Linked DNA regions of Mus musculus: all the other regions are linked to region 1. Evidence: chromatin contacts called from public Hi-C and promoter capture Hi-C data. All regions are on one chromosome and are shown on one strand. Each heading gives the region's core, a stretch centred on a gene start, on an enhancer-like site or on the middle of the called end of the contact. The rest is flanking DNA. Distances are from core to core; before and after follow the strand shown.

Region 1 (4,783 bases), core at 1,545-4,044:
GAGAATGTGTTTTGGTCAGGAGATCACACTTTGTAAGTAGGCTGTCACGTGCCCACTCTCTGATAGACATTTGTTCCTTTACGAAATCAGGCAAGAGATAAGTAACACTGCTTTCTCAATAAACATTTCAGTTGAAAAACTGAAAGAAGGGATTTGTTAAGCATAAATACACAGAGCACTGATTAGTGCACTTAAAACACAGCTGCAAGGCTTCACTTTTCTGAACTTTTGTAGTTTTACACAAATAAACAGCAATAATACCGAAGTTTTAGATCGTTAGAACTCAATAAAAAATTCTAAGAAGTGTTAAGCACACAGCCCATGCCATAACTCCCAAAGGCAGCCAACAAATCCCCTTTAGGGAAAACAAAACAAGAGTACTTCCAAATTTACAGATTTTAAAATCCTACATAAGTATGTGAAAGAGAAGTGGGTTCACTAAATGCACCTAATTCAGTCTCTGATGATACAAAAACCAGCTTAGTTTTATTAAAGTACGAGGATGAAAAAAAAAAAAAAAAAAAGAAAGCCAACCCTCTAAGTTCATGTTTTCTAAAATAATTAATGTATTCAAGTAGCTTAACAAAATCGTATTGGTAAGAGTTGGTAGAAAGATTCGGGCTCCACATGTAGCATAATGCCTCTATTGGAGGTCTCTGTCATAATGTCCGAAATCTACAAATATGCTATCTCACAGAACAAGACAGAATTAAGATGAACGTGGATGGAGGTTGTTATCAACTGATCCTGAGATGGGGAAAAATCCATTATCCTGCTGGGCCCAACATAGCAACAAGACTTCATCCTCTCGATGGAAGCGAGGTAGGAGGAAGTGTGGAGAGATACAAGTGTGCTCAATACTAGACTCGCTGTTACTGAGCTGGAGGAGAGACAGGAACTAAGAGCCCACAAATCTGAGAAGGCTTTGGATGGAAAAAAAAAAGCAAAAACAAACAAACAAACAAACAAACTAAAACAAAACAAAACAAGGAAACAGATTGCCTACTAGAACCTCCAAAGAAGACAATCCTGGCTAGACGCCTTGACTTTAGCCTAGTGAGATTCATTTTATACTTCTGACCCCAAAAGCTTTAAGACAATGAATGTGTACTTTAAGTGGATAGTGGGTAGTGATAATAAAACTACTCAGTTTGCCTTGGGATTCAGCACCATCTTCCTACAAATGATGCCGACAGACAAGGTGTTCAAGGTATCTACCCGGAGGTAGAGGATAAGTCCAGGTAAAATGCCAAGACTTAGCAGATGAAAACTATCCATGTGAATTTCTAAAGGCAGAAGCAGCTGACTCTAAGAAAAATCTTGGAAACTACTCATTTTTTGTGTCTAAGAACACACACTCTTTCCTTTTTAAACAGAGTTTAGGAAATTCACACTCTCAAAAAGACCTCACAAGCAAGGATAGGCCATTTCACAGGTATTTTTCCCAATCTAAGCTTTCATATTCCTCGATGTTTTGAGGCAGGGAGTCTCAAAAGTGTGCTCCATTAAACTCACAACAGTATAAGGTGCAGATTCCTGAGTCAGAGTTTCTGCTAAGTGTAGGCAAGTTCAGTTTTAACAAATGAGGACCAGGCAGAGAAAATATTATATACTATACAGTTAAAGACAATATCCAGGAAGTATTTATTAAACATTACTCCAAAAATGACTTAGGTAAATTGTCCCTATTAGCCCCTCTTTAGAAATCTCAGCACACGGATTTTATTGTTTTTCTTTTTCTTTTTTTTTGTTTTGTTTTGTGGCCTCAGACAGCTCAGAAAGTGTGGGCTAGGCCTACTGTACCAGGTGGTGGTAAGAATGATTACTTAAATGTCTAATGGTTTCTAAAACTGTTTTCTGTGCCCCCATCCTAACCCCCAGCCCATATTCATACACGTAAGGAAGAATAATGCCAGGTCTGCCATTTTATATGCTGTATGTTAAATAACGGAAGGACAGTGGGTATATCTCCGAGTTCAATATCACTGCTTAAGAACAATTTTATGTAATAGGCTGTATGAATTTCATGCCACATATTTTACTTGAAACATTCTAGCAATGTCTGTGATTCTGTATTTTCTAAGTTAAGTCTTGTATGCTGCATACATTAAGTGCAGTAAGATTTAAAGTTTTCCAATAGGGACAGGTCCTTTGAATGAATCAGTATGGGTAATAGTGGCTTTGAATGTATGGGCAGCTATATTACATTAGAGAGGAATGGTAAAATTAAAGAAATTTGACATGTGATTGATAAGGGTCTAAAATAGAGGGATTTAAAACAGACCCTCCCTAGGTGACATCGAAATTTCTCAAATTCTAAAGCAAGGTCACAGAGAAGCCATGTAGCCCTGAAGGCAGGCCAAGGACGGAACCATGCTCTCCCAAGTCTGAAGACAGTTCTTTTGCCGCATGCCATAGGCTAAGTCAGCAGGCCCGTTTCTGGGGGAGGTTGAAAGGAACAGGAAGAGTCCGCACTTAACCTCACAAACCGTGTCCCCAATCAAGAAAGCCCCTGACCCAGGCCCCATTGCTCAGCTAAAGAGAGAAGTGGAGCGAGCGCAAGCCACTCACCCTGCAGCAGCTGAGTACTGTGAAACCACCTCCAACTTGCTCCACGGTCGACAGGCCAAGCAGCAGCACCCTGAGCCAGTCCCAGGCTTCGACGGCTGCTAAATCCCAGAAGGTACCGAAGCAGCGGCTGGTTACAGTGAAGCCTCCAGGAGGCCGCCATCTTCCCGGCTTTCTCCGGGAAAGCTCGCAAGTCAACTAGATTGGCGGCCTCAAGGCCCGTCCAGGCCCCGCCTTGCATGGGCTGGCCCCGCCCACAGCGCACGCTCCCCGCCTTGGACTGGAGGACTAGTCCTTCTAACACCGCCTCCAACCTTCACGGGCACGCCCACCGGCCGGTTTGCGCCGCCGCAGATTCTCCAAAGGGACGAGGTCCCCCTCAGACTCCGCCTCTCACTCTTGCTCCGCCCCCAGGCTGCCCGCTCTGTCGCCTAATAGCGTTCTGCCGGCCGCTCAGACTTGGAACGAGCGCGGGACAGATAACGGAGCAGAGTCAGAACCATGTCTGGCTGTCAAGCTCAAGGAGACTGTTGCTCGCGGCCGTGTGGCGCGCAGGTAAGGACGGCGGTCTACAGCAGGCGAGGTGGGGTCACGGGCCGCGGGGTGGGGCTTCGGCCAGGAGCTCTAGGCGGCTAATTCCTAACCCAGTCCGCGAAAGTCAGAGGCCCCTCTGTGCTAGTAGGACTGCTCTACCGGAATTGTCAGGCACCCCAAAGGGCACTCTTTTGGGCAGTTGTCCTTGCCTATCTTACTTGACGTTATGAGGTGGGAGCTCTTGGAAATGATTCTTCTTTAAGGAAAATGGGCCCTGGGGCAACATGGGTTTTCTTTCAGTTAAACAGGACGCAGGCTTATGAAATGCCTTCTAGTGCTAAGAAAATGGTGAACTAGCGAACTAGAAGAATAAACAGCTTCGATACTAACTGATAAGCCCTGCAGAAGACTCAGGGGAAGTCCACAAAATTATATCTTTACTAACCTTTCGTCTAGCCAAGGGGTCTCAATTTAAAATAAAACAGGAAATATTTAATGCAGAGCATCTGAACTATTATTGTCTTGGAATAAGTGGCTTTTCACAAATTCTTTATAAACCTTGAAATTAGGCACGACTGAAAGGGAGATTTTGCATATAGGACACAGGTCCCTGGTGGCCATCCCTATATATGGAGAACGAGGAAAGTAGAAGCAATGTATCAGAATCAAGGTGCATTGATAGCAGACATGTTTGTCATCCCTTATTAGTAAATCTTGGTGACGGTCATCATAGAAATACAGATTTTTTTTTCATACTAAGTGTTGTGCCAGATCAGCAAAATAACCTGTGATTCAAGAGCTGTGATTGAATTTATCAAGACAGAAAATAGCCACATACAAAAAAGAAGCTGAAGATGTTTTTCAAGTATAGAAGGAGAAGTGGGTGGTTTCAGATGGTGATTTGTCAAAGACTTTTGAATACCTAGCATTTTAGATTGGCCCATATTTTGAGGAAACCACAAAGAAAACTCTAGGACCACCATATACCTCAACTAGAGATCTCATTACATGTCTCTAGCCTCTTCTTGCTGTTTGGAGGTATAGACGCAGTGTCAAATTCTGCTTTTTTGAGGGACACTTAGAAAGTCATATTCTGTGTGAAATTTCCTGATTCAAAAATGTTGGCTTGAGTTCTAAGTGTTGTGCAGATCAAATAAACGACTTTGGTCTGTGTTGGGGGGTGGGGGGTCACTATTGCTGTGGTGAAACACCATGACCAAAGAAAGCAACTTGGGGAGGAAAGGGTTTATGTTGCTTCTACTTCTACTTCACTGCTCATCATAGAAGGAAGTCCGGACAGGAGTACAGGCGAGCAGGAACCTGGAGGCAGGAACTGATACAGATGCATAGAGGGGTGCTGCTTACTGGCTTGCTCCCTCTGGCTTGCTCAGCCTGAACTCAGGACCACCAGTTCAGGGTGGCACCACTTACAACGAGCAGAGTCCTCCCTCATCAATCACTGTGAAACTCCTCTATAGGCATGCCTTCAGCCCATCTCATGGAGGCATTTTTTTTCAACCGAAGTTTCTGCCTCTCAGATGACCACAGCTTGTGCCCAGTTGACATAAAACTAGCCAACGTGAACCCCTTACTACTTTTTTTTTTTTTGTTAACGTATATGTATCCTTTAAGACTTAACTATGTGTTACCTGATTGGAAGGCTTCCCCAACAGTGAACAAA
Region 2 (4,783 bases), core at 1,225-3,724, 1.7 Mb after region 1:
TAGTGTTCATTTGTACCTTCCAAAGAAACTGCCACAAAAGGGAAACAAAAACATTCAACTGATACATGAATTACGAAACAGCTTTTCTAAATGTTGTAAAAATATGATTAAGCTTTTGAAATGCCCAATCTTTAAGGACTCTGAAGGCACAGTCCGGCTATAGTACTTTGGATATAACTGAAATCAGAGGACATTTGCCTGGCTTGAAGAAAAGTAATGCACAATTAAGAAGTGTGAGCAGCCCTGTACAGATGGCCTAATCCTAACACAACATGTTAACAAAGCAGGTTTTATGGGGGAGGGGAAAAGCCTGCATTATCTACGCTATAATTTAGCTGACCACACCCCTCCAAAATGTTTTAAAGCAAGGGGTTAGGGAGTGGATCTAAGGACCAGCAACATCCAAAACAATAACAAAAATCTTTTAAACTTGTTTTCAAACATGCTTAGGTAGTTATTCAGAGTTAGACTGATAACATTTGGAAAATATGGCCAGTCAGCTTTTGCTTTTTGCCTCAGAGGTATTCTGCTCAAACAAATAACAGACAATAACTAGGCAGGATTTCAGTGTTATTTACCAAAAAGAAAAAATATTTGAGATATAAGAAATGCTACGCATTACCCATCATTGCTGATCTCTGGAGAGAAAAAATTGTAAGTCATATAGATAATGTAACTGTTCTCTGTAAAATGATAAACTACCACCAAAAATAACCAAGGAAGGGTCTAATATTCTTCCTAAAAATTCTTCAAAATGTTTTATTTACAATAACACGACACTATAGCTATTTCTGTAAGACCTCAGCGTCTCCAGTTAGCTCGAAACTGGAAAAATCACTTTCTTTTTAAAAATCCGGGCTCTTTTTAAACAAAAGATTTTTCTGAGGTTTATAATTACTCTTTTATTGAAGCATTATTATTTTTCTTTCTTTCATAATAACTCCGAGACTATCTAAGACAAAGACTAGTTAATTCTTTACACATCTATTCTAAATCATGAATGCGGCACTTTCATAAAAACAAAGGTAATTAGAATGTGTAAAGTGAAATAAAAAGTTCACTCGTGTCGTTTAAATCGTTTAGAAACCTGGTGAGATCACATAGGTACAAGGCTTCCTGTTGGTAGCTGAGGATGAAGTCATTACCAGCCAGGATTTCCCTGTTCTTGGGTCAGAAGCTATACCTACTAGATCGAGTATTGTTTAGGGGAGGCGGTTTTTAAAAAGTACCCCGCTCCCAAAGCCAGACCACGCCTTCCAGTTATCATTCGAATGTGACCATTTCAAAGTGTAGTACTGCTACACATTTCTCGCGAGCTTAAATAGCAAACAGGAGTCCCCATTTTGGGGTCTACTGCCCATGCTGGAGAGCCGCACTATACAATGAAGTGGAGACGGAGAAGCATGCTTTGGGTCTTCGACCTCTAGAGCCTTCTTTGACCACCAGCCCTCAACGCTTCCCAAAACTCAGTCACCCCCAGACACTGAAAGCCAAGAGGGAATCTTGACTTCCTGCCGTTGTTAAAAGCAGAGGAAACCCAAAAGCAACTTTGAACGCGTGGAACACTACATCACTATAAACATATGTCACCCAGCCCCTGCTTTGCATTCGTGTCCCGCCCTGGGGGTTCTCTTGCAGCCCAGTCATCCCAGGACCCCCAGTGTCAGCGACACGGCCCCGCTCCTCGTCATGCCCTGCCACCGCCCTCACCTTCACACTGCCGAAGCCCCCAACACCACATTGTCGGCCACCCAGATTCCAATACAATGGAATGTCACTGCCCAGGACTCCGCGGCGCCCCTTTAGGCCTCCCCGCGGAGTCAGTCCCGGTTCCCCAGATACCGAGGTCAGCCCGGAGCTTAAACTTTACCATGTGGGAGTCCAGCACCGAGAGGTGACTGCGCCCCTCCATCCCACCCAACCTTCCCTTTCTGCCCCACGCCCCGACCCGCCCCAGGAGCGAATCCTGCACCATGCGCCCCCTCCCAGCCGGGACCACCCGCCAGGAGTTGTCCACCGCCTCTCCCGGGAGCAAAGAAGGGCGCCTCGAAGGCTCCCCACCCGGCCTGGGCCCCCGAGAGGGGCGGGCACAGGCCCCGGCGCATCCGCGGCCTTTCCTGGCCCAGTGAGACCCCGCGCCCACCCTCTCTACCTGGCCTTGAGGCTGGGACTGCTGCCGCTGCAGCTGGGGCTGGAGGCGGCGGCCGGGACCCGGGCTTCGTAGGCCCAGGCGGGGGCAGCGGGCTGCGTGGCGGCGCTGGCGGGGGGCGCGGGAGGCTCAGCGAAGCCCGCGGGCGCGTAGTGCGCGTCCATGGCGGGGGCTGAGGCGGCGGGGGCGGGCGGGAGGCGCGGGGAGGAAGAGGCGGTGGCGGGAGCTGCCCCTCACATGGCGCGGCCGGGGGGCGGGGGCGCCTGGGCGGGGGAACCGGGCTGCGGCGGGCGGGCCTCGGCTCGGACGTCAGGAGAGCGGCGGCGCCTGCGGCCGGGACGCGAGGCGGCCACAGCGCCCGCAGCCCGGGCGCCCCATGTTGTTGGATTTCCCAGGATGCACCTCCCGCGCCCTCCGCCCGCTCGTCGCCCCGCCCCCCTCGGCGCCCCGCGCTGCTGGCTGCGGATTCGGGAGCCGGGCCGGACGAGGGCTGCTCCGTGGACGCCCTAGCGGTGAAGAGAAGGCCTACGCGCCGGAGCACCCGCATGGGTGCGGACAGGAGAGGGCTTGCCAGCACTGTGCCTGGAGTTCGTTACTCTGCGCTCCCGGGTTCTTTGAAGGAACTCAAACACTCGATTCCCGCTTGTGATTTCTTTCTCTGCGCCCCAAACCACAGACAAGGGACTGTTGCTTTGCAGTACTCGCTTCCTGCCCAAAGTTTGCTGGGCTTAGAGGATCTGGTTCCTGCTTCCTGGGGGAGATTTCTATTCAAATTGATTCAAATTCAAACGAATTTTGCAGCCCTAGCTGAATGGGCCTTTCCCAGGGGCACTTATTAACTGTCCCCACCCCCCACCTTGGGGATTTTCTTACTCTGGAGTTCAGAATCTTCTATCCCAAGATAAATACCGCCTCATCATTGATTAGTCCAACTACCATCTGGATGACTTTAATTACAATACATTCGAACTCACTATGCACTTTGTTGGGGCTCTCTGCTCAAGATGTTTAATCTCTGCAAGACTCTACCCAAACATTGCCTTATCGGACTTCTAAGCTGTGTGGTGTGAGTAATTTGATGACTTTGAGGTCGTGCCTACCCGAACTGTTTCTCCTTATGAGTAATGAAATTCAGGGATCATATGAATCGTTTGGCTTGTGATCCATAAGTTGAAAGTTAAAACTAACCGTGAAGCTTAGATTTAATGACTATCTCTCCTTTTAAAAAAAATCAATATTGGCTTAACACCTATCACGTGCTTAGCAAAGAGATCTCTCAAGATAAAGACTAGCACAAAGGTTTAAGCCAATCAGACAGGCGTAACGGAAGACCTAATAGAGCTGATACTCTCTATCTCTGGTGACTATCTAAACTTCTGTAATACCTGCCATTAGATCTGCCATCCCCTCCGAGACTGATTTTGTTCTGAGACTATGTTTTCCTCCTGGCGCCTTCATTCTTTTGTTTCTATGCTGTTTTTAGTGAAAAACCTTCTGCACCTGTGACTCTTGCAGCCTGGTCCCCCGGTGGGGAAGAAAAGAAAGTAGTGGTAATTTACAAATGAATTCGAAGGTGTGGACGCAGTAGACCTTTCCAGTTTTATGTTAATCTCATTAAGCATTTACCTAGGATATCTTTGGAAAGTGGTTTTCCTTGAGGAAGGAATTTGCCAAATCTCAGATCCAGCTGAGAAGTACGGCAAATATCCTCCTCCCTCTACAACATTTACTTCCAGCAGACTGGTGATCTGGAGTCTAAATGAAGCAAGTCTTCACAACTAGCTAATATATTTATAAGTACTTTTGTGAGCACTAAATTTTTGTCTCTGTGGAACGTGTGGGAAACGGAGTGGTATGCTGTAAATGTTTTATAGAATTTAGTTGGAGATACAACCAGTATTGAAGGGTGAGTTTACAGATTAAATCCAAACAAGTGGCAGTAAAACCTTTATAGTCTTTACAACAGTATGCAGTTTGTTTATACCACAGAAATCAGAGAAAAGACATTAAGGAAAAATTGTAGTAATTTGAAATAATATTCTTATTTCCATATATCTTCCTGAATAAAGTTTTGTTTAACCCAAAAACAATACGAGTATTTTCTCAACTGTTAGGTTCTTATGAATATCATTACTAAATAACTTTATATATGTATACATGTTTATAGGGCACAGTGTGGAACTCTGATACAGGTAAGCAAATATTTTAAAGTTGTAAAGCCATGTATCCTTGACTTTTAAACTCATCCTGAATGAATGAATGATCTTAAGAAGGGTGCCCCACCACTGCAAGCTTTGCATGTCTGTTTCAAGGTGCCCCACCACTGCAAGCTTTGCATGTCTGTTTCAAGGTGCCCCACCACTGCAAGCTTTGCATGTCTGTTTCAAGGTGCCCCACCACTGCAAGCTTTGCATGTCTGTTTCAACTCAAGCCTAACCAAGCCGGTTCAAGCCTGTTCCCGGATCAAAAGTTTAGAATGAGCGTTGCTTTTCTTGTTTTTAAATAAGAAATCCAGTTGTGTGTGTGGTGGTGATGATGTAGCTCTCAGAGAAAACTCTCACCTAACATATGCCCTGGGTTGAATCCCCAGCACTTCAAAATAATTAAAAATAAATATGACAAAATAGAGGGTTT
Region 3 (4,783 bases), core at 1,491-3,990, 1.5 Mb after region 1:
ACCACTGCCTGACTCTAACTCTGCCTCTTAATTACCAGAATTAAAGGCTTGTACTACCATGCTCAGTTTGGGAGTTGTTTCAAGTAACATTCTTTCTAGGTTCTCTATAAATATGCAGAGATGGATTTCAGGTAATCAGGTCTTTTAATAATGCTGACTACTTTCATTGAGGAGCCTCAAAGATCTTGATCCAGCAGCAACCCAAAGGAAATTCATTATTAATGTAGACTTTATAGGGGAGAGGTCTCTGAGTTTATCGGATTAATTAAGGCACTAGATAGGATATACGGAATGGTGGGTTCTTGTAGTCTGGCAAGATCATCTGTGATCTAACAGATATAATGGTATGCCTCCAGACCCATTATTCTACAAGTGGAGTCAAGAGAATAAGGAGTTCAAGCTACATGAGACTCTTGTCTCAAATACAAATGCAAAGGACCAGCAAGGACTTAGTGGGTAATGATGACAGCCATCAAGCCTGACGACCTGAGTTTCATCCTAGAGGCATTTACATTGAAAGGAGAGATCAGATTCCCATAGGTTGGCTGAACACACAAAAACAAATAATAAATGTAAAAAGAAAATTAAAATAGACAAAACCTGATGGGTGGTGGAGGCACATGCCTTTAGTCCCAGCACTCATGAAGCAGAGGCAAATAAATAGATCTCAGTGAGCTTGAGGCCAGCATGGACTACATAGGTTGAACTCTGTCTCAAAACAAAAACAAAACAACAACAAGAAAAAAAAAATCAAAAACCGAAACAACAAAAAGACAACACCCCCAACATGTAACATAAAACCTAGAGATAGCATAAACCAGCCTGCCTCCATTTTAGACTTGAAAGCCATCTTATAATAAAGACAAGCCATTCCTGTTTAAGATTGGATCTTTGTTTCTCACGGATTGGGCTATGCCTCACCTATTATTTTAACTACTAATGGTTTTATATGGCCTATTCCAGGAAATGGCAACCGCACCTTTGTTTCAGGGGGTAGTTCTGATCACCTGGCAACCGCACCTTTGTTTCAGGGGTTAGTTCTGATCACCTGGCAACCGCACCTTTGTTTCAGAAGTGTATTGTGCTCACCTGCTGTTATGATCACCTTCTTTTGACCACCTTGTTATTATCACCTGGCAGCCATGACTTTGTTTCAGGTTATGACCAGCTTGTTATGTTCTGCTTCGTAGCCTCTCTTATTTGCCTGCAAAATCTTCCATTTGACAACTCTCTACTCTTGAACTATAAACACCTGTATCTTCCCCACATCCAAGGCTGATCTCTTGGACCCAGACCTTAGAGACAGCCTGTGTGCATGAAAAAAAAAAAAAAAAAAAAAAGTCTTGCTTTAATTAACTTGATCATGATTTGGGTTGGTGGTCTTTCTCCTTGCATCTGTGACATTAACAATAACCTCTTTAAATGTTTTGATGAATACACGCACGCATAGGCGTGCACACACACATGCACACATATATACACATAAGCTATTTTATATTTCTGGCTTAATTTTGTGGCTATTTTTAGATTTATATATTTATCTTGTGAGTGCCTGTGTGTTTGTAAGTGCAGGAGTTTGCAAGCCATAGTGCATGTGTGGAGGTCAAGGAATAACTTCCTGGAGTCGGTTCTATCCTGTCAACTCATTGGATGCCAGGATCAAACTCAAGTTTTTTGGCCATCACGGCAAGCACCTCCACTCTTTGAACCATCCTGGCTCATTGTGGATATTTTTCTAAGTCAGTCACATCAGCAACAGTTTAAAAGAGTAACGCCCCATTGAGGGAGACTTCTGAAATATTCAGACTCCATTATCAAATGTTGCAGTGACTCAATATATGTACATTTGATTCATGCATCTATTTGCTTAAAAAGATATATGCATCTCATTGTATGGCCCTCGTCCGTGGGCTCTACACACCAGGCTGCCCTCAGAGATCCATCCAGCCTCTGTCTCCCGAGTACTGTGATTAAAGACTTGTGCCACCACCGCTCAATAACCTCCTGGTTACTCGTAAGCCAAATAAGAGCTTTTACCTTTTAAGTTAAATCTTAGCTGCTGTTGCTATTCCTATCTTTAGGCAAGGAAACAGAGACGCAGATAATGCAAATTGCCCAGTCTACTCCTCTATAGTAGGTGAGAAGTCTGGATGCAAAGCAACATTCCTTCGCCACTATCAACGCAATTTTGCAGATAAGAGATCGTGGTGAGACGCTAAACTAAAATCCCCGGTCTAATAGTGAACGGTGACAGCAAAAGTAAAAAAAAAAAAACAAAAAACAAAAAAACAAAAAAACAAAAAAACAAAAAACAGACTTGATGTGTTCCTCTCCTCCCCAAGAAAAGAAAACGTACAGAACGCGTTAGTAGACTCCTTATTCCCGAAACACGAGAGGTATTCACTAACTCTCAACGCTATTCCCTAAAATGGTCAGTTTGCCTGTACAGAGCGGATTGGCAGTCAGGCTTCAGCAGGGAGGAGCTCGGCTCTGCAACTCAGTCGTGAAATTCCAAGAAGCGCGGGAGCTCCCAGGCCAATCGGGTGGATCTTTCCGGCCGGCCTCGGAAATCTGGACAGCGGCGTCATCAGTTCCGGGCGTGACGTTAGCTCACGCACTGAGCCCGCCCTCTGGGAGCGCTCTGCGCTTGTGCACCTCCAATAATCCGGGAGTTAAGCCTCAGCCCCGCCCACTGTCCCGGAAGTGAATACGGAAGCGCCTCACACCCCCTCTGCCGGCTGGGGCGCAGCCATTTTAATTCAAATCTGAGTGGGCGGCGGCGGCGGCGGCGGCGGCAGCGGATTTGGCGGCGGCTTTGGCTCTGAGGGACAGGGGTAGTGTTCCTGGTTTTGGTGGGGTTTGCCTTTAGTTTAATTTTCCTTTTCTAGCTTCCCTTTGCCGGCTGGTGCGTACGTTGTAGTCCCCCGAGGCCATGTCAGGAGACGCAGCCGCGGAGCAGGTGAGGAACGGGAGCGGTGGGGCCTCGTGGCGACCTCTTCTCTCTCTAGCCCTGTGGGTGCGAGCACCCCGTTCGCGTGAGCAAGGGCCCTGAAGAGCTAGTGAGCCCGGGGATCGGGAGCGCATCCCCCGAAGTCTCCCAGGTTTGGGCTTCTCTGTGGCGTTCGTACGAATAAGTATGGGACTTAGACAATGGCAGAGACGTCGCTTCGCCCTGGCCATTGCAGTTTCTTCGGTCGGGACGGTGTATTTCATACCACTTTAGTGTTCCGGTAGTCCCAGATTGTTCTAACGTGTATCTGCGCTGGCAGTGTTTTCCTCGTCTGCCCCCCAGTCCTCTGTCCCCAGAAATAACGAAATCAGTCTGGAAAATTCGGCCCCCGAGAGAGCGAAGGTAAAAAGAGCCACGGCTCTTCCGAGCTTTGGGGGAATTTTGTGGATTCGCTTTCTTCCCCTCTCGTTTAGGAACACTTTATTTTTGCTTTTACGACCACGCAAACATTGCAGAATTTGGTAAACTGAAAACTCGAAATGTGCTTTAGTCACTGTAGGCACCATCTGTTTGGATGGTTAGATATGAATGATACATAAGTATTTTACAAATGGGACTTTTAGATAGGAGATCTCACCCTTTTGCTGTTTGGCTGTTTGTTTGTTTTGGATAGGTTTTCACAGTGTAGCCCTGACTAGGCAGGACCTTCTGACAGGATTGCTTCCTTGGCCTCCAGGCGTCCATCTCCATGTTTGGTTCTTTTGCTCTTTTATATCCTAAATTTTGTAGGCTAGTGTTTGGCTTTTACTGTAAAAAACAAAACTGAGTTTTTGAAAGGTGTGTGTTTTGATCTTGATCCACGTATATTTAGTTTTAAAAGAAAACAAAGTCCTAAATTTCTTATTGCTATAGCAATGAAATACGCTTGTATTTTTATTTCTTTTCTTTTTCCCAAATCCCCAGCTAATAAAATAGAAATTATTGGAGGTTGACAGATGAGGTAAAATAGGACTGTATGTTAATGAAGTGTAGGCAAATTAGAACTTAATTACTTTGGTGACTGAAACGCTTGAGGACCAATTTAATTCCAAGTCTTGGCAGTGCTTTTGCATTTTATCTAAAGTCAGGGTGCCCACGAATGCAGTGTCTTTGAACTATTTTTCTAAAACTGTTTATTTTACTCTACTCTTACCGGGCTGGCATTTTTATTTTCTGAAAGTGAAGGAGTGGTGTTGAGGTTTCATTGGATGTGTCTGAAATTCACTGTTTTATATAAATTTGTAAAGACAAAAATTTGCCATGCTTTTGTTTTAGAACTATGCGGGTTTTAGTTTTTGTTGTGGGTCATCCTGCTCCACCCCAGCTAGAGGTTGAACCCCGGGCCTTATGCATGCAGGGAAGCAATCAACCACTGAGTTAAAAGCCTTAGTAACACAGTGTGTGATGTTTTCTATGAGAACTGTGATGAGACTTTATAAACCTCCATTCTCCAAACCCCTTTTATTTTGACAGTTGCCCCTATGTAGGCCTGGCTGGCATGGAACTTGCTACATAGACCAGTCTGGCTTTGAACCTCTGCCTTGCTGAGTGCTAGGAGTAAAGATGGTACATGCACATCTAGCCTTTTTTTTTTCTTTTTTAATCTAGGAGTACTGTGCAACTCAGGCAGGTCTTGAACTCATTGCAATCTTTCAGCTTCAGCATCTGTAACAGGCATTCCTCCTTTGAATTTTATTGTGCAGTTTACAACAAAAGTTGAAGGGAAAACTCATGAACACTCATTATAATTTTCACCAAATCCAGCAGGGTTACAGGTTTTGTCTGTCTGTCTGT
Region 4 (4,783 bases), core at 722-3,221, 1.2 Mb before region 1:
GTATCCTACTAAATAGACAAATGAACACTGTTGCCTACTGCCAGTTTTTGTCGAAAGCATAAAAAGGAAAATACCCACTCCAAAATATTTTAGAATATGTTTTCTTTGCCCTCTTGGAGTTCTTTGCATCTTCAGCTATCCTCAGACTGGACAGCTCAGTCATCAGAACAGATGATTGATCCAAACTGAACCAAAGCCCCCACTCCGTGAATGTGAAGGAAAAAACGTAGGGGTGCTATTTCGTTGCCAAACCTGTGCATCTCAAACTCCTGTGCTACAAACAAGTTGAGACCTGGACTCTCTAGGCCCTGTGCTTCAGCTGTTCCTGCTTTGCCCCAACCCCCTCTGTATGTTCCCTCTGATATCCAGATGGCAGCAGACACAGCGGCAAAGGTCGCTCCAGGCAGCAGCTCCTGGGCAGCAGCTCCCAAGCCAGCTGCATATTTGATTAACAAGAAAGCTGGCCAGATGCATCCTATCACAGAGGCAGTGATAGGATGCCAGCCTGTTTCATCTCTTCTCAGCCAGAAGAAAAAAAATTCATGTTATCCTGATGCCCGGTAAATGAGGCTATAATGACAGCCATGGCGACTGAGCATGGGCTATGGGTCAGGTATCTTGTGTTGTAAAACCCTTTGGTAGAGATAGTGTTTGTTCCCTAATCTACACATAAGTACTCTGAGGCCTAGATTGGCAGAATAACATATCCAAGGGGACAGGGATGAGGAGTAGAAATGACAGGATCAGATGGGTCTATAGGCTCTCTCTATGTATTCAGCTAATCATTGTACTAGTTAGTGTAAATCAGGATGATAAAGTTGAACTTGGGCCAAGGCTGGCCAGCAAAGGCCCTTCATGCCTTCTGAGCCTGCTGAAAATCCAAAGTCTGCTAATGGTCCACAAGCACTTATTGAGCAGACAATACCTTGTGGTATTTTTTTCTGTCATCAATTTTTTTTTTTTACTAATATAGAGTTTTAAATATATTGCACTAAAAATCCTGGGGGAGATGGCTTGGTTAGTATACTGTGTGGCACATAAGCAAGAGAACACTTGAAAGCCAGGTACAGCTTTGTATTTATAACCTCAAGTCTGGGGAAGGGGACGGGGATAGACAAACCTCTGGAGCTCATTATCTCGGGAAGGGGACAGGGATAGGCGCTCATTGGTCAGCCAGTTTACCCCAACCAAAGAGCCCTAGGTTTAGAGAGAGACCCTGTCTCAAAAATAACATGGAGACCAATCAAAGAGGACACCAACTCAGATCTTAAGTCTCTATATGCACATACATATATACACACTTGCATGTGCACACGCTCACAAGAACACATATTTATACCACATGCACATGCATACATGCATCTATTATATAATTGGAATAATAATTATTCTGGTTACTGAATTTTCTGGCGCTCCCCTAAATCTGGGTTCAAGACAAGTATCTCACTTGACCTGCTGAACCGTACAAGGTAGACACACAGGAAGTAAACTACCGGACATGTTTAGATGGGGACACTGAGACTTGAAAGGTATATCAGGAAATATACCCAAGCTCACGGTGCAGGTATCTGAAGCTGGATTCAGTCCCAAGCCTCTCAGACCCCACAGCAACTTTTCTTTTCTCCCCACCCCCCTCAAGCTTCCTTAGGGCCTTTCTCCACCCAGACTCACTGGATCCCATACCCTAAAGGAAGACTGCAGCCCAAGGTCAAGAGCTTTGACTGCCCCAGACACCCCCTGGCAGTTTCCTGGATTTAGCCTATGTGGCAGAACCTGTGGTTCACAGAGCGTGGTGACTGTTCTCTGGCCTGCAGCAGCCAGGGGATGAGAAGGAGAGGCTGTCTCAACATACAGAACTCTGAGGCCCTGAGGGAGGAGCTGTTCCGCCTTCCCTGAGGTTGGACTGAAGGTGCCTAGGTAACCCCTCTATTTCCTTCTCCCTCTCCCAGCCCCCAGCAGCAGCAGCTTGTGGGAGAATACAAGCCTCAGTTCTTTGTCTCTTCTGTCGTGGGTTTCCCAGCTATCCTCTGCAAAGCCACATAATTTGTGGGATGGTAGCAGTGTAGACATTCTTTCAGGGAGCTGATTTGTTTTGCTTCTGTTTAGGGCCTCAGCTGGGTGTTTAATGTTGCCTAGGAAACCATGGATCTTGGGGAGACTGGAAAAAGGCCCAGTTTCTTCCCCATCCCTTACTAGCATACTATGTCTTAGCTCTAGCTGAGGGTCAGAGGGGTCCAGAGCTCTCTGCAGGGTCCACTTTCATTCAATGTCAGGAGCTTGGGATATATTAAAACAACAACACTTTGCTAGCCCACTGGAAAAGGCTCAAACATAGGACCTGGTAGCCACATTTGTCCAAAATATAAGCCATTCCCCTCATTATCAGGATGATTAATAGCCATCATTTCATCTGAGAGCCCTAGGTCACTTTCAGGAATCTTTGTCACCATCTCTCAAGGTAATGCCACCTCAGCTCCAAAGATTGGCATTACATGTCTTTAGAGGTCCAGGATTTGGCCTCTATCTGGAAAACATGTTCAAGCCAGGAAGCCTTTCAAAGAGATATAGTGAAGCTTCCGATTGATTTCGGACCTTGAAACACAAAGTCTGAAGGATGTGTTGGCTCTGTCACTGTGAATGCTCAGCCCAGGAGGGCCGGCCTGAATGTTTAAGGAAGCAGAAGAAATAACATTGAGGTGATATTTCATTTGGCTGTGTACAGTCATCTATGGACACATAACAGGTTGCCTCAGAACTTAATGACTCAAAAGGAACATATTTATTATCTCATGGTGTACTGGCTGGTTTTGTGTGTCAACTTGATACAAGCTGGAGTTATCACAGAGAAAGGAGCTTCAGTTGAGGGAATGCCTCCATGAGATCCAGCTGTAAGGCATTTTCTCAATTAGTGATTAAGTGGGGAGGGCCCCTTGTGGGTGGTGCCATCTCTGGGCTGGTAGCCTTGGGTTCTATAAGAGAGCAGTCTGAGCAATCCAGGGGAAGCAAGCCAGTAAGTAATGTCCCTCCATGGCCTCAGCATCTATAAGAGAGCAGGCTGAGCAAGCCAGGGGAAGCAAGCCAGTAAAGAACATCCCTCCATGGCCTCTGCATCAGCTCCTGCTTCCTGACCTGCTTGAGTTCCAATCCTGACTTCCTTTGGTGATGAACAGCAGTATGGAAGTGTAAGCTGAATAAACCCTTTCCTCCCCAACTTGATTCTTGGTCGTGATGTTTTGTGCAGGAATAGAAACCCTGACTAAGCCACATGGTAATTGTCAATCAGGAATCCAGATAGTTCAATCAGGACTTCTGTCTCAGGTCTCTCAAAGGCTAAAATCAAGGTGGCAGCCACATCTGAAGACTTTTGGGGAATATTTTCATTCATGTGACACTTAGATTCCATTTCCAACAGTCGTTTACAGGTTACCCACAACTCCTTGCCAGACAGCTCTGTCCTTCAGATATATATAATGCAAGAAGAGAGACAGATAGAGACAGAGAGACACACAGAGAGATAGAGACAGACAGAGAGAGAGAACCAACTAGTCAGAGGGCATTGCCCTTTGACCCAATCATGAAGTGATACCCCATGACTTTTTCTATATTCTACTGATTAGGAGCGAGTCATGAGTCCATCCTACATCCAAAGAGAAGGGCATGCACAGTGCCATGGATATTAGGATCTGGGAAGCACTGGGGTCATGTCAGAATCTACTCCCTGTAGCCTGTTTGGACTGAGGAGACCCCATCTAAAACTGTGCCTCAATCTTTTGGAGATGGCCAAATACTTGCTGGGAATTCTTTATCCTTGGTGGCCCTGCTAGACAGTTCACGACCGTGGCCATAATGGGTTGGAGCATGGTGGGGTGACTGAAGGAAAAGAAATCAGATGGAATGCTCAGAGAAAGACCCAGGTTAATGACTTATTTTAAAAAATGGTCAAGGCATTAATAGGCATATGAAAGTCCACACAACAGGCACATACCCTGTCTTCATGGGGCACGATAGAAAGGAGTATTGCTCTGCACAGAGCAAAAGCAATAGGCAATGGCTAGGAAGACCAGGAGCTAGGAAGGTCAGAAGTCACCATAGTAAAACATTCATCTTAAGGAAGTGAGAAGAGGGAGAAGGTGGCTCCTCTTCAGTGTGGGAGGAGTAGAGGAAGAAGTAAGGCATAGCTGTGGGAAGCCTGGGCGTAAGAGGAAGCGAGCACTTGCTCTACTCGGAATCAGCTTAGCATCCTATAAAGGCAAGCTACTGTAGAGCTAAGAAGAGCTCAGAGTGACCTAACTTGAATCTCATGACCACTACTGAAGCAAGGGCATGGACCAGCCACCTCTGTGTTCCCTACTAGACTAGAGGAGGAGGGTCAGGGAGCCAGGATCAGCTTCATTTAGATCAGTGTAAATGACCAGTGGTAGTGGTACCTTCTATCCGTAGGTTATTCTGTCACAGGACATTTATTCTTGATAGCGGTACCTTCTAACCATGGGATACTTGTTCTCCTAAATGGCCTTTCTGCTTGGTGCACATGTAGGCAATATTCCCTTTGTCTTTTTGTTCTCCCCTCCCCATTCTTTTGGCAATGGTAGGAATTGAACCTAGGTTCTCGAGGGGGTTAGACAAGCACTGTACCACAGAGCTATAGCCCTAAGTGATCTTCTGAGCACACAGAGCACATTCTATCCCCTGGGCCAGTTGCTTGACTATAAACAAGATGCATATCTCCATTTCTATCTTATTTAACCCTGCATAAAGCTACATTTCCAAAAGTTTTCAAATT
Region 5 (4,783 bases), core at 1,531-4,030, 1.1 Mb before region 1:
ATGGCTCCCTACAGCAATGATCGCACTGCCTTAGAGAGCTGAAGATATTCAAGCTGAGAGGTTTAAGTGTCCTTTGTTCTTCAGGCTTGAGGGTGTGGCTGAGTTTTGAGACAAAGGGGGTGATGCTCCATCCAAGGTTATGAGCTATACCAAGAGAACAGAGAACAGAGTGTCTGTCATCACCAAGACTCCAAACTTGTGAGGGAGAACAAGACACCTGGTGGTGACCCCAGGGGGAAAGCCGCACATGCAGGCACAGAGCTACAGGAGGGTATGTCACTGGAGGGCAACTGATAAAGGAGTCAGACTTTCCTGTCCACTACAGGGCAGGCTGGGCTGTGTGAGCTCTTGGCTTGTAGAAGAGCTTTGAGTGGTTCCCTTCCCTGGGTTACTAAGAAATAGAGGGTTTGCTCTACTAATCCATAGTTGACTTGCAGGGTAAGAAATCAATCTCAATCCTTTTTTTCTAAAAATTATTGAGTCTTGGGCCTATCTAATGCCACAGCCTGGCCTGACATACACGGACTGAAACAGAGGCAGCTCAACACTAAGAGGTTTCTAATGTCACGAGTAGCTGATGACACAGAGGGAAGCAAAGCGGGAGAGACACATTTAATCACCTAAAAGCCAGATGTGATGGTGGTGTGTGGAGTGATTTTTTTTAAGGCAAGCCAGGCCTCTATTTTTTATCACTTTACAGTATGGTGTTGTGTTTGCATATACAGCTATGCACCACATGTGAATGCCAAAAAAAAAAAAAAAAAAAAAAAGAGCAGCAGATGCCCTGGAACTGCAATATACGGAGTTGTGAGCTGCCAGGTAGGCACTAGGAACTGAACTCAGGTCCTCTAGGATGAGCAGCCGATGCTCTTAACCGCTGAGCCATCTCTCCAGCCTCATCTGTGAGTTATTTATACCAACTTCTGGTGTTATCTCTTGATGACAACATTTATAGTTTACAACTTCCCTTCCCTATAGGCCAATTACAACACTGAGCAAAAAAAAAATACTGTAATTCATGGGATCTCTCAGTATGGGAAGTTGCAGAGGTCGGGCTTGAATCCAAGTCCACCAGTGTTGCAGATCCTGAAGACCTTTGCCACAGCGCACAGGGGCTTTGCTGGCCAGGGAAACTGCAAGAGGCCTGAGCTGACTTTAGCGAGAAAAGCCATGGAGGTAGAAAGGCCTGAATAAGGTGGAAGTGTCATGGAAGCTTTTGAAGAAAGTGGGTCTTATTCCACGCCAGTTCTTAAGTGATACTTTAAAGAGGACTTTGGGGGAGGGGACTATGACAGTAAGCAGCAGGCAGAGGCAGCAGCGACTTACGTGGAAGAGAAAAGAAGGTTCCTGCTTGGACACAGTAGATAGAGAAAAGGCAAGAGGTAGTGGTACCGGGTCTTAAATAACAGGCTGTAGAATTTAGTCTTATAACCCCAGAGCGTTCCCCAGCAGGGATGGGCAGGGATAAAAGCAATATTTGGGAGTAAAACTCTCTGATGGCTGAATGTGACATGAGTTCTAGCAGAAAGAGAGTGGCCAGGCAAGAAGGAAGTGGACCCCAAAGGAGACACAGGGTATGGAGGTTTTAAAGCAAGGAAGTAACAATTTTCTGCCCAACCCAGTTGCCACTGGGCGCAGATGCTGGGATCAGAAACACATGCACATCAGCTCACAGGATGTTCACCACAACCCCAGGGATGCAGCCTCACCCCATTTTAAAGAAGAAAGAACAGAGGCTTGCTAAGTATCAAGTTGGGCCTATGAATGCAGTTTGGTCTGGTTGCACAGTCAATGCTCAGAGGCACCAGACAGAGATCGTAGTGGGAGCTCTGCAGTCTTGGTAGCTGGCCACAAGCCTGAGACCTCATCTAGGAAAGGGGGCGCTGCTAATCCACCACAGGGTGCCAGGCAGCTGGTTTAGGAAACACAGTCTGCATTTGCAGCTTGGAGAGGACTGTGTTGCCACCCACACCCCTGGATTGAATCCCAGCCGTCTGAGAGAGCAGGAGAAAAGAGAATCGATCCTATCTGGCTCCTCAGATAGGCACCATGTGGCTTTGCTTTGAAGACCTGGGTTACATTATAGCTTAGCCCACAAAGGGCCCTTGTGATGCCTGCATGTGACCCGGACCCATTGGGATGGCACCTCTGCCGCCTCCTCAGCTTTGTGGTTGACCAAAATGTTCAGAATAAGATTTTTCAATAAATGGCTCATTCTGCAGTTACTCTGCAGAGAAAAAAAAAGTCAGGTCACAGGCTTCTGAAATGTCACCCCTGCATCTGTCCTTCCACTGCTGCAGAGGCTCCAAAGCCGAGAGCTGGGTGCAGAGAGGTTCGGCGCGCCCAGACCATCTGTTGCATGGCTGAGAATACTTGAAAGAGCCGTTTCTCGCACAGCTCAGTGTGCGCGTGGCCTCAGCCTGTGGCCCTGGCTCTCACCAGCGCATTTTTGGGATTCTTTTTTTTTTTTTTTTTAAACAAGTCACATGTGTGCACAATTTAAAGAGACTAAGAGCTGTGTGGAGCTTGATGAAAGTTAACAACATTCTCTGACTCTCTCTAGAAGCAAACATTTCCCCCAATTTTAGTGAGATGGATCTTAGGCTGTCTCTAAGTACTTAGCTTATATTGCTTCTCTTTGATTCACCCTTGTTAGGAATTACCCACTGTCTCCCCACTGTGGAAGATGAGGATTTAGCTGACACTCATCACCATCCCTGCCCTCGGCATGCGCATGCTCCTTAAGTTCCTGGTTACATATACTCTTGATACCCATTGCTTTTGTTATCTCTGGCAAGGAGGCATTATGAGTGACTCATAGTCTAGTAGTATAGCTTCAAGACTTTACTTCTGGGAGAACATTTTTTTTTAGTATCCTATGTATCTCTCATGAATCCAGAGGCAACCTCGCCTCCAGCTTTGTCAGCCTCCTCTGCTGTGTACTTTAAGCCGTTACGTGTCAATCAAGTGAAATTCCCAGGAAAAGTTGTACCTACATTAGACACCGCAGGACTGACTGTTTACAATTTCAATGATCATGGAGATTTGGAATGTTCTAGGCACAAAGTCAAAGTATACTGGGTATGTTTAGCTCACCTAGAGAGCCATGTATTGCCTACCTCTGTGTGTGACTAAGATCCTTGTGACTATTGCATAAATCCATTTGGAATTTATGAACAGACCCCAGTCTTCCAAAAGCCCAAAGCTAAATTGCGATTAGCCCGGCTTGCTGTCTAACTGCCTCCTTGATGGTCCACCGGTGTATTTAAAGGATATCCAGAGAGCTGGAGAGACTACTCAGTGGGAAATGCACTGGCAGCTAGTCTAGAGCAGTGGCTTTTAACCTGTGTGGGTCGTGACCCCTCTGGAGTAGTAGAAGGACCCTTATGAAGAGGTAGCCTAAGACCAAGGGAAAACACAGATAATTACATTTATGTTCCATAATAGTAGCAAAATTACACTAATAAATTAGCAACAACATAATTTTATGGTTGTGGGTCATCACAGCATAAGGAACCCTATTAAAGGGTCACAGCGTTTAGAAAGATTAGGAAGCACTGTTCTAGAGGACTATGGCTCAACTCCCAGCACCCACATGGTGGCTCAGGAATTCCATGACTCTAAAGATCTGATGCCCTCTTCTAGCCTTCAGAGGTACCATGTGCACGCACACATGTAAAATACCTAAATGTGTAAAAAAGTTGTTCTGAGTTACGATTACTGCCAAACTATAAAATCATCATGAAACTGATACCTTGTTGGAATGTGGTATTTGTAGCAGCCTGGATCTGTGTTTCTGGGCCATGGCTACTTATTATAATTGGCTCAAGAATCACTTATCTTTTATTCACTTTGTTGTGAGAACTGGTGTGTGTGTGTGTGTGTGTGTACATAAATATCCCATCAATTGCTTTACACAGGAACCTACCCCTAGCTCTGGACCTGGGATCCCACAGACCTGCTGCCCAGCATCCACCCTGGTTGTCCCTGTCCGCTCCACCTAGTTTTGAACCTCCAGATCCCCATGCCCAGTAGCTCTCGCTTCATTTACACCCGCAGTTTTAGTAGATCTTTGGAGGGCCTCTTTCTATCATTTCTGAGAAGCTCTTTATTGCATAGCATCTAAGACAGAAGTCTTTGCTTGGGGCCGATCTTATACCCAATGTTGTTAAAATGCATGGTGCCATTTGAGTTTTGTATCTTCTCCATACCTGTTTCTTACTTATGCTTTTGCTCTTTAATGTCCTCTCCAGACACTTTTGGGTTTCTGTCTTCCCGTCGGGGCTCTGAAGTTTCATGACGATGTGCTTAGCATGGTTTATGGCCATTCCCTTTCTAGCTAAAAAGCACTGTTCTTTTAGTTTGCGGGAAATGGTTTTCAATTGCTTTCTAGAATTTCCTGTTATTTGGATGTAAATCTACTAACCAGGTCCTTGGTTTCTCTTATGTTTCTCTCTTATTTCCTATGCCTATGAGATCTTGTACTTTCTGGAACATAATTTCAAATTGGTCCCCAGAACTTTTACTATGCTAAAATCTCTCTGAGTTAAAAAGGAAGAGAGCATCGTGCTTTTATTGCAACTTTGCAGTTATCTCTTAGAGCTTCAGTTTCTGGTCTATGTCTTTCAAGATGTTATTCTCTCTCTCTCTCTCTCTCTCTCTCTCTCTCTCTCTCTCTCTCTCTCACTCACTCACTCTGTGTGTGTGTGTCCTGCCCATGTGTGTGGAGTGTATGTGCAGGTTTTTCACACAAATGTCTGCTATCTCTTACTTGTTTATTTAC
Region 6 (4,783 bases), core at 1,453-3,952, 1.0 Mb before region 1:
GCATTTTCTGTCTTTCCCAGCCCAGCTGGGATTTCAAATTCTTAAATTAAAAGCACCAAAGATTTAAAAAAAAAAAAAAAAAAAAAAGAGCTTCCTTATTCCTCCTGCTAAATGGACCTCTGGCAGTTTTATTCTAACTAAAGCTAAATGAATTCTTTAAGAGGATGACTTTTTCCTTAGGAGCCCTCAAAGGAAGTTCTTGACATCACAGGACAGCAACAAGTCTTAGGATAAATAATATCCACCCATCAAACGCCAGCTGCGGTGACAGTCTGGGTTATTTCTAGCAAACCTTTCCTTCATAGAAAGCTCTTTGTCATCCCTGCTTGCAAGCACTAGGCTAGCATGAGCACCTCTCCCACCCCAAGCCCCTCACAGCATCCGTAGGAATTATCCTTAGTGCCTTGGTAGCTTGGATCTGTTTGGTGACAAGCAGCAAAGGTCTTCCCCCAAAGTGTGTCTTTTGTTCTCAATGATGCAGGCTGGTGAGAGGCTTGAGGTCATACAGAGACCAAGCACACCTGGCCAGTTACTCACAGAGCCTCCACCCCCACCCCGCCCCACCCCGCCCGACTGATAGCCCTTCGTGGCCCGCACAGCCTACTCGCCGCCTTTGATGCTCTCGTCCAGCTTTTCGCTGTCTCAGTGATTATGGCTTGACTTCCTCCCTGAAAACACTGGCCCAACTCTTCTCACCGTTAGCCCCTTCATGTGATGGTGAAGCTGACTGGATAAGGGACAGTGAGAGAGTTCCCACAGCACACACCCGAGCATGTTTGTGAGGGCATTTTTAGAGATGGTTAGATCATAGGAACTCTGACCTATCCAGATTGAACAAAGAAACTGGGGGGAGGGTGCAGGGGAAGATGGGGGTGCAGGTGAGGATCGGGGTGCAGTACGGGGTTAACTGGAGAAAGTGTGCCAACAGAAGCAAGCTTAGCTTGTGAAAGATATACCTAAACTCTTCCCTTCTGTCATCCTTCTCTTTCCTGTCGCCATGCAGTGAGCAGCCTTTGCCAGGCTTCCACTACTGTGAGTCTCTGCCTGGCCTCAGGCCCGAAAAACCACTTGCTCTGTGTTCTCCCTTTGGGGGTTTTAATAATCTGGGCAACATTCCAATGCAAGGGACCCCACACCTTAGCAAGCACGCCAACTGCCTTGGGTCTCTCTATGTCACCCAATGTTCCACTGGCCAAAGTAAGCAGAGGACATTAACAGAGGCATTTTCTTTGGCCATTCTGCTAACAGTAAAAAGGCTCTTAAAGAGCAAAGAACTGAGAATGATAATTCAGTCTACCACATGGTGGACAGTGGAGGTGGCCCATGGGACAAATACCAAGCTCTAAATTTCACCATTAGCCAAATGACAGCTCTTAGGGTGAACCATGAGAACAAGCCAATGGTTTCTACTTCAGGATCCTGCCCTGACTTCCCTCAAAGATGGACCTGCAGATGTAAGATGAAATAAACCCTTTCTTCCTTTGCGTTGTGCTTATCACAGGAGCAGAAGAGAACTAGAGGAGGCCTAGAGAGGGCTAAGAAACAAGTGCAAGGTCCCAGGGGTCTGAAAGGGGGTGGGTGACTTTATACAGAGCCACTTGGGACTGAGCTAAGAAGCCTGGAGCTAAGGGGAGCACGGATATAGAAAACGAGACCCTTGAAATACAAGATGAGAGGCGTCCCTCAAGCTCAGCATAGTCTACCACCCCCACACAGAGGCAAGACCAGTGCTCTCCCCAGAGAGCTTTTCTCAGCAGCCCCAGGACCTCCCGTCTCCTCAGGGTCATGTCACTTGGCCTGTCTGATGACTCTCCAGACCTTCACATTTCTGTCACCACATCTGGTGTCCCACAGAAGGTGTGGCTATGCTTTAATTAGGGGTCATTTCTTGGGGGCTGAAGAAGTTGGTTGGGTAGGACTTATGGTAATGGTATATCAGTTTGTTATGGTAAGGCCGACTTGTGGGGTGGGGTGTTCATCAGTAAAAATCTATTGTCTCACAATGTGGGAGACCATAAGTCCAAGATTAAGGTGCTGGCCGAGGGCTTTCCTCTGAGGGCTGTGAGGACAGTCGGTTCCACATCCCTCCCTGGCCATCTGTGGTTTCTTGGCCATCTGTGCTGCAGGCATCCTCCTCTTCTGTTTTTATGTCATACAATGTTCTCCCTGAGTGTGTGTTTCTGAGACCCCAAATCCCACTACAATAAAGACACGGTCACATCAGCGGCCCACCCTATCCTAATGGGACCTCTTCCTACTAATTATATCGTCAAGGACCCTGCTCTTAAATATGGACATGTTCTGTGGACCTGGAGGCAGGGTCCAGATTGTGAGAAATGAATTTTGAGGAGAAAAAAATGTAACTCAAAAAGAGAGCAAGATCCTAGTATGTAATTTCTAAGTTCCAACTCTCTCTGTCCCTCCCTGACACGCACACAGGCTCGTGCGCGCGCGCGCGCGCGCACACACACACACACACACACACACACACACACACACACACACACACACACAGACCTGCAAAAGAAACAGCACAAAGCATCATTTCTGGCTCTGGTAAGGTGCCAAAGCTCTCACAGCCTGCCATTCTCCTGAAGTCTTATCGCCAGAGCACAGCAAGGAAAGGAAGCTGCTCTGGCAGGCGCAACACTGCCAACCAACTCCCTGCTAGGGTGACTCACTGGCAGAACACACTTCGAAAATGCTCGAGGGGTGGAGAGCCAGCTCATCAGTGTGGTACTATCCTTGAGGAAGCATACATGTGAGAGCCAAGAGGAGGACCGTGCCCTTCCCCTGGATCACAGTTCCCCCTTCCATTTAGCTCTCTGCAGCTCGGGCTAGACTGCTTCCTGGAGTTCCAGAGTACCAGAGGGCAGAGGCGGACAGGGTGGTGTGGGCAGGGTCAGGAGAAGGAGCACTGCCTCAACTCAAGTTCACACCTTAGCTCCCTACTCACTTGCAGTATGCACTTGGTCTAAGTAGTCTTTAGTTCTTCATCGAGAAAGTGGGCCAGAAGAGCACAAGGTCCTGGGGTGAAGGGGGAGGGGTTAGAACAGAGCAGAACCACGTGAATGGGACAAAGGTCCCTGACACCAAGCTTGAACCCCAGAATGTTCTCTCCCTATAAAGTCCTTATGGTCCCTCCCAAAGCCCTGACTGGTCACCATGACCTGGGACTAGAATACGAAACCACTGGAGCCTCCTTGAGAGGAGGCTCTCCCTCCAGCCTCACCTGAGGCCGCTGGTGGGCCTCAATTCCTTCCTGGCTTTACGTCAGAGTCCTTCCTCGGCTCCCTGTCCCAGCAGTCTCTGCAACACTGCAACTCACAACATGGAAAGTGGCTTTTGTCAGAGCAAGCAACACAGAGTGAGAGGGAAGGGCTATCTATTCATGGCCTGTTCCTAGAAATGACACCCAACCTGTTTGCTGAATTTCTTTTGCTTAAAACCAGGTCATAATTTGTACATATGTTCTCACACAGCAGTATTCACAATAGTCAAAGGGGGGAGGGGCCAAACGTGTTTGCTGACAGAGAAATCAAACGTGATATATCAACAATAAAATGGAATATTATTCAGTCTTTCACAGGAAGGAAATTGCCTACATGTTATAAAATAGATGAACTTGATGACATGCTAAGTTGAACTAAGCATCTTACAATAAAGTCACGATATTTGATTCTCCTCTACAAGTCCCCAAAACCTCCAAAGCAACCAAGATAGAAAGTGGAAAAGCAGTTACCAGGGTTATGGGGTGGAGCAGAGAGGGAACACTTTTTTTCTTTGTTTCTTAAGTGCATTCAGAATTTCAAGATGTGAAAGTTCTAGCAATTGGCTGCATAATGGAAAGAGTAATTTCTGCCACTGAACTTTAAAAAGTACTTTCAAAAGTTAAGATAGTCAATTTTATGCATTTTTCTAGACAGGAGGGAGGGAGGGACTAGTCAAACCATCCAGATCACAGACAAAGAGGTGGGATTACACACAGGCACAAGTGTCAGAAGGTGTCATCACTAGACACCAAAGCCACATTCAGGTAGAATTTTCAAGGTCACCTGAATGATGTTCACGCCCATCATCTGCATAGCAGCTGCTGCTGTATCTAAGATACACAGTATCCTAGATCCCAAGCATAGGACAGTCACAGTGATGCTGCCCAAAGGTACCCTCTGAAAGGACCTACAGCAGACTATGCTGTCAATCAATGAAGCCCTGACAAAACCTGACCCCACCACAAAGTCACTGCAATGCACTCTGATGGCCACCCTGGCTCCAGCTCCTCACAGAGGATCCATGATGGGATGGAGGCTGGCTTCAACCTACTCAGAGGAGGAGAAAAGCATTTTGAACAACCCATGTTCTTACCTTGAAGTCATATTTATTCATTTCTTCTAAATAAACAATGTAAAATATATTTTTTTCCCACATCAACTGATGTTTCAGGACACAGAGTCAACTGAGCCGACTTCCCAGAGCATTGTAACCAATGATGATGCCATAAGACATGAGTGTGCATTATGTGCAGTCAAGAAGTCTCTGAGATGCTTCAGGGAGACACTGTATGGAGCCCTGGTAGTTCACATTTAGAGCGCACAAAGTGCACTCTTGAGTAATCCAGGCTCATTTGAGCAGGGAGAGAACCTAGGAGGGATGCAGAAACACAGGCTGGCCAAGGGAACTCATATCCAAGACTCTCATCTTGTACTTACTTTGGGACACATCCCCATAGTCGGAAAGGCAGAAACTTCCTTTATTGGACACAGAACAGTACTTCTTGTTGCTT

What was found. Promoter capture Hi-C pulls out the DNA fragments that hold promoters and counts their contacts. Hi-C and Micro-C count contacts between places; a contact is called where the count stands out from the background. Capture Hi-C pulls out chosen DNA fragments and counts their contacts.
Region 2: a promoter capture Hi-C map of liver shows a contact between it and region 1, with 2.7 times the contacts expected there. The contact joins the promoter of 2310047K21Rik here to the promoter of Pdhx in region 1. A contact is called at or near these places in 2 of 39 promoter capture datasets (liver and pre-B cells) and 1 of 484 Hi-C or Micro-C datasets (muscle stem cells).
Region 3: a promoter capture Hi-C map of liver shows a contact between it and region 1, with 4 times the contacts expected there. The contact joins the promoter of Cstf3 here to the promoter of Pdhx in region 1. A contact is called at or near these places in 1 of 484 Hi-C or Micro-C datasets (CD4 T cells) and 2 of 9 other capture datasets (liver and pancreatic islet).
Region 4: a promoter capture Hi-C map of hippocampal neurons shows a contact between it and region 1, with 4 times the contacts expected there. The contact joins the enhancer-like site here to the promoter of Pdhx in region 1. A contact is called at or near these places in 8 of 39 promoter capture datasets (the 3T3-L1 cell line, 3T3-L1-derived adipocytes, the C10 cell line and 5 more) and 1 of 9 other capture datasets (embryonic stem cells).
Region 5: a promoter capture Hi-C map of hippocampal neurons shows a contact between it and region 1, with 4 times the contacts expected there. The contact joins the enhancer-like site here to the promoter of Pdhx in region 1. A contact is called at or near these places in 6 of 39 promoter capture datasets (the 3T3-L1 cell line, 3T3-L1-derived adipocytes, the C10 cell line and 3 more), 1 of 15 datasets of contacts at CTCF or cohesin (large pre-B cells), 1 of 484 Hi-C or Micro-C datasets (CD4 T cells), 2 of 115 datasets of contacts at active chromatin or transcription factors (astrocytes and epiblast stem cells) and 2 of 9 other capture datasets (adipose tissue and liver).
Region 6: a Hi-C map of cortical neurons shows a contact between it and region 1, with 2.6 times the contacts expected there. The contact joins the enhancer-like site here to the promoter of Pdhx in region 1. A contact is called at or near these places in 6 of 39 promoter capture datasets (the C10 cell line, cranial neural crest, frontonasal cranial neural crest and 3 more), 2 of 484 Hi-C or Micro-C datasets (the G1E-ER4 cell line and cortical neurons) and 3 of 115 datasets of contacts at active chromatin or transcription factors (astrocytes, fibro-adipogenic progenitors and large pre-B cells).

The regions. Positions count from the first base shown.
Region 1 is chr2:103,070,719-103,075,501 of GRCm38.p6, forward strand. Pdhx (pyruvate dehydrogenase complex, component X) reads right to left here and starts at 2,795. Exons shown (of 11, transcript NM_175094.5): 1 at 2,572-2,795. The coding sequence starts at 2,731. Apip (APAF1 interacting protein) reads left to right here and starts at 2,957. Exons shown (of 7, transcript NM_019735.4): 1 at 2,957-3,123. The coding sequence starts at 3,070.
Region 2 is chr2:104,814,448-104,819,230 of GRCm38.p6, forward strand. It overlaps 2310047K21Rik (a long non-coding RNA gene), which reads left to right and starts at 2,475. Exons shown (of 3, transcript XR_003953885.1): 1 at 2,475-4,055. Qser1 (glutamine and serine rich 1) reads right to left here and starts at 2,249. Exons shown (of 12, transcript NM_001123327.2): 1 at 2,153-2,249. Gm39898 (a long non-coding RNA gene) reads left to right here and starts at 4,384. Exons shown (of 2, transcript XR_866613.1): 1 at 4,384-4,423; 2 at 4,462-4,759.
Region 3 is chr2:104,587,744-104,592,526 of GRCm38.p6, forward strand. Cstf3 (cleavage stimulation factor, 3' pre-RNA, subunit 3) reads left to right here and starts at 2,741. Exons shown (of 21, transcript NM_145529.3): 1 at 2,741-2,959. The coding sequence starts at 2,933.
Region 4 is chr2:101,918,315-101,923,097 of GRCm38.p6, forward strand. No RefSeq gene overlaps it. Among named protein-coding and RNA genes, the nearest start is that of Commd9, 34 kb to the left of the region's middle. Within about 2 kb of position 1,972, at least 16 of the 459 cell types and tissues checked have an H3K27ac peak or open chromatin away from gene starts, as enhancers often do. A contact at or near this core is called in hippocampal neurons, where this site is marked.
Region 5 is chr2:101,981,266-101,986,048 of GRCm38.p6, forward strand. The region is part of intron 4 of Ldlrad3 (low density lipoprotein receptor class A domain containing 3); the gene reads right to left. Among named protein-coding and RNA genes, the nearest start is that of Gm39888, 8.3 kb to the right of the region's middle. Within about 2 kb of position 2,781, at least 103 of the 459 cell types and tissues checked have an H3K27ac peak or open chromatin away from gene starts, as enhancers often do. A contact at or near this core is called in 3T3-L1-derived adipocytes, astrocytes and hippocampal neurons, where this site is marked.
Region 6 is chr2:102,050,434-102,055,216 of GRCm38.p6, forward strand. The region is part of intron 4 of Ldlrad3 (low density lipoprotein receptor class A domain containing 3); the gene reads right to left. Among named protein-coding and RNA genes, the nearest start is that of Gm39888, 61 kb to the left of the region's middle. Within about 2 kb of position 2,703, at least 94 of the 459 cell types and tissues checked have an H3K27ac peak or open chromatin away from gene starts, as enhancers often do. A contact at or near this core is called in cortical neurons and hippocampal neurons, where this site is marked.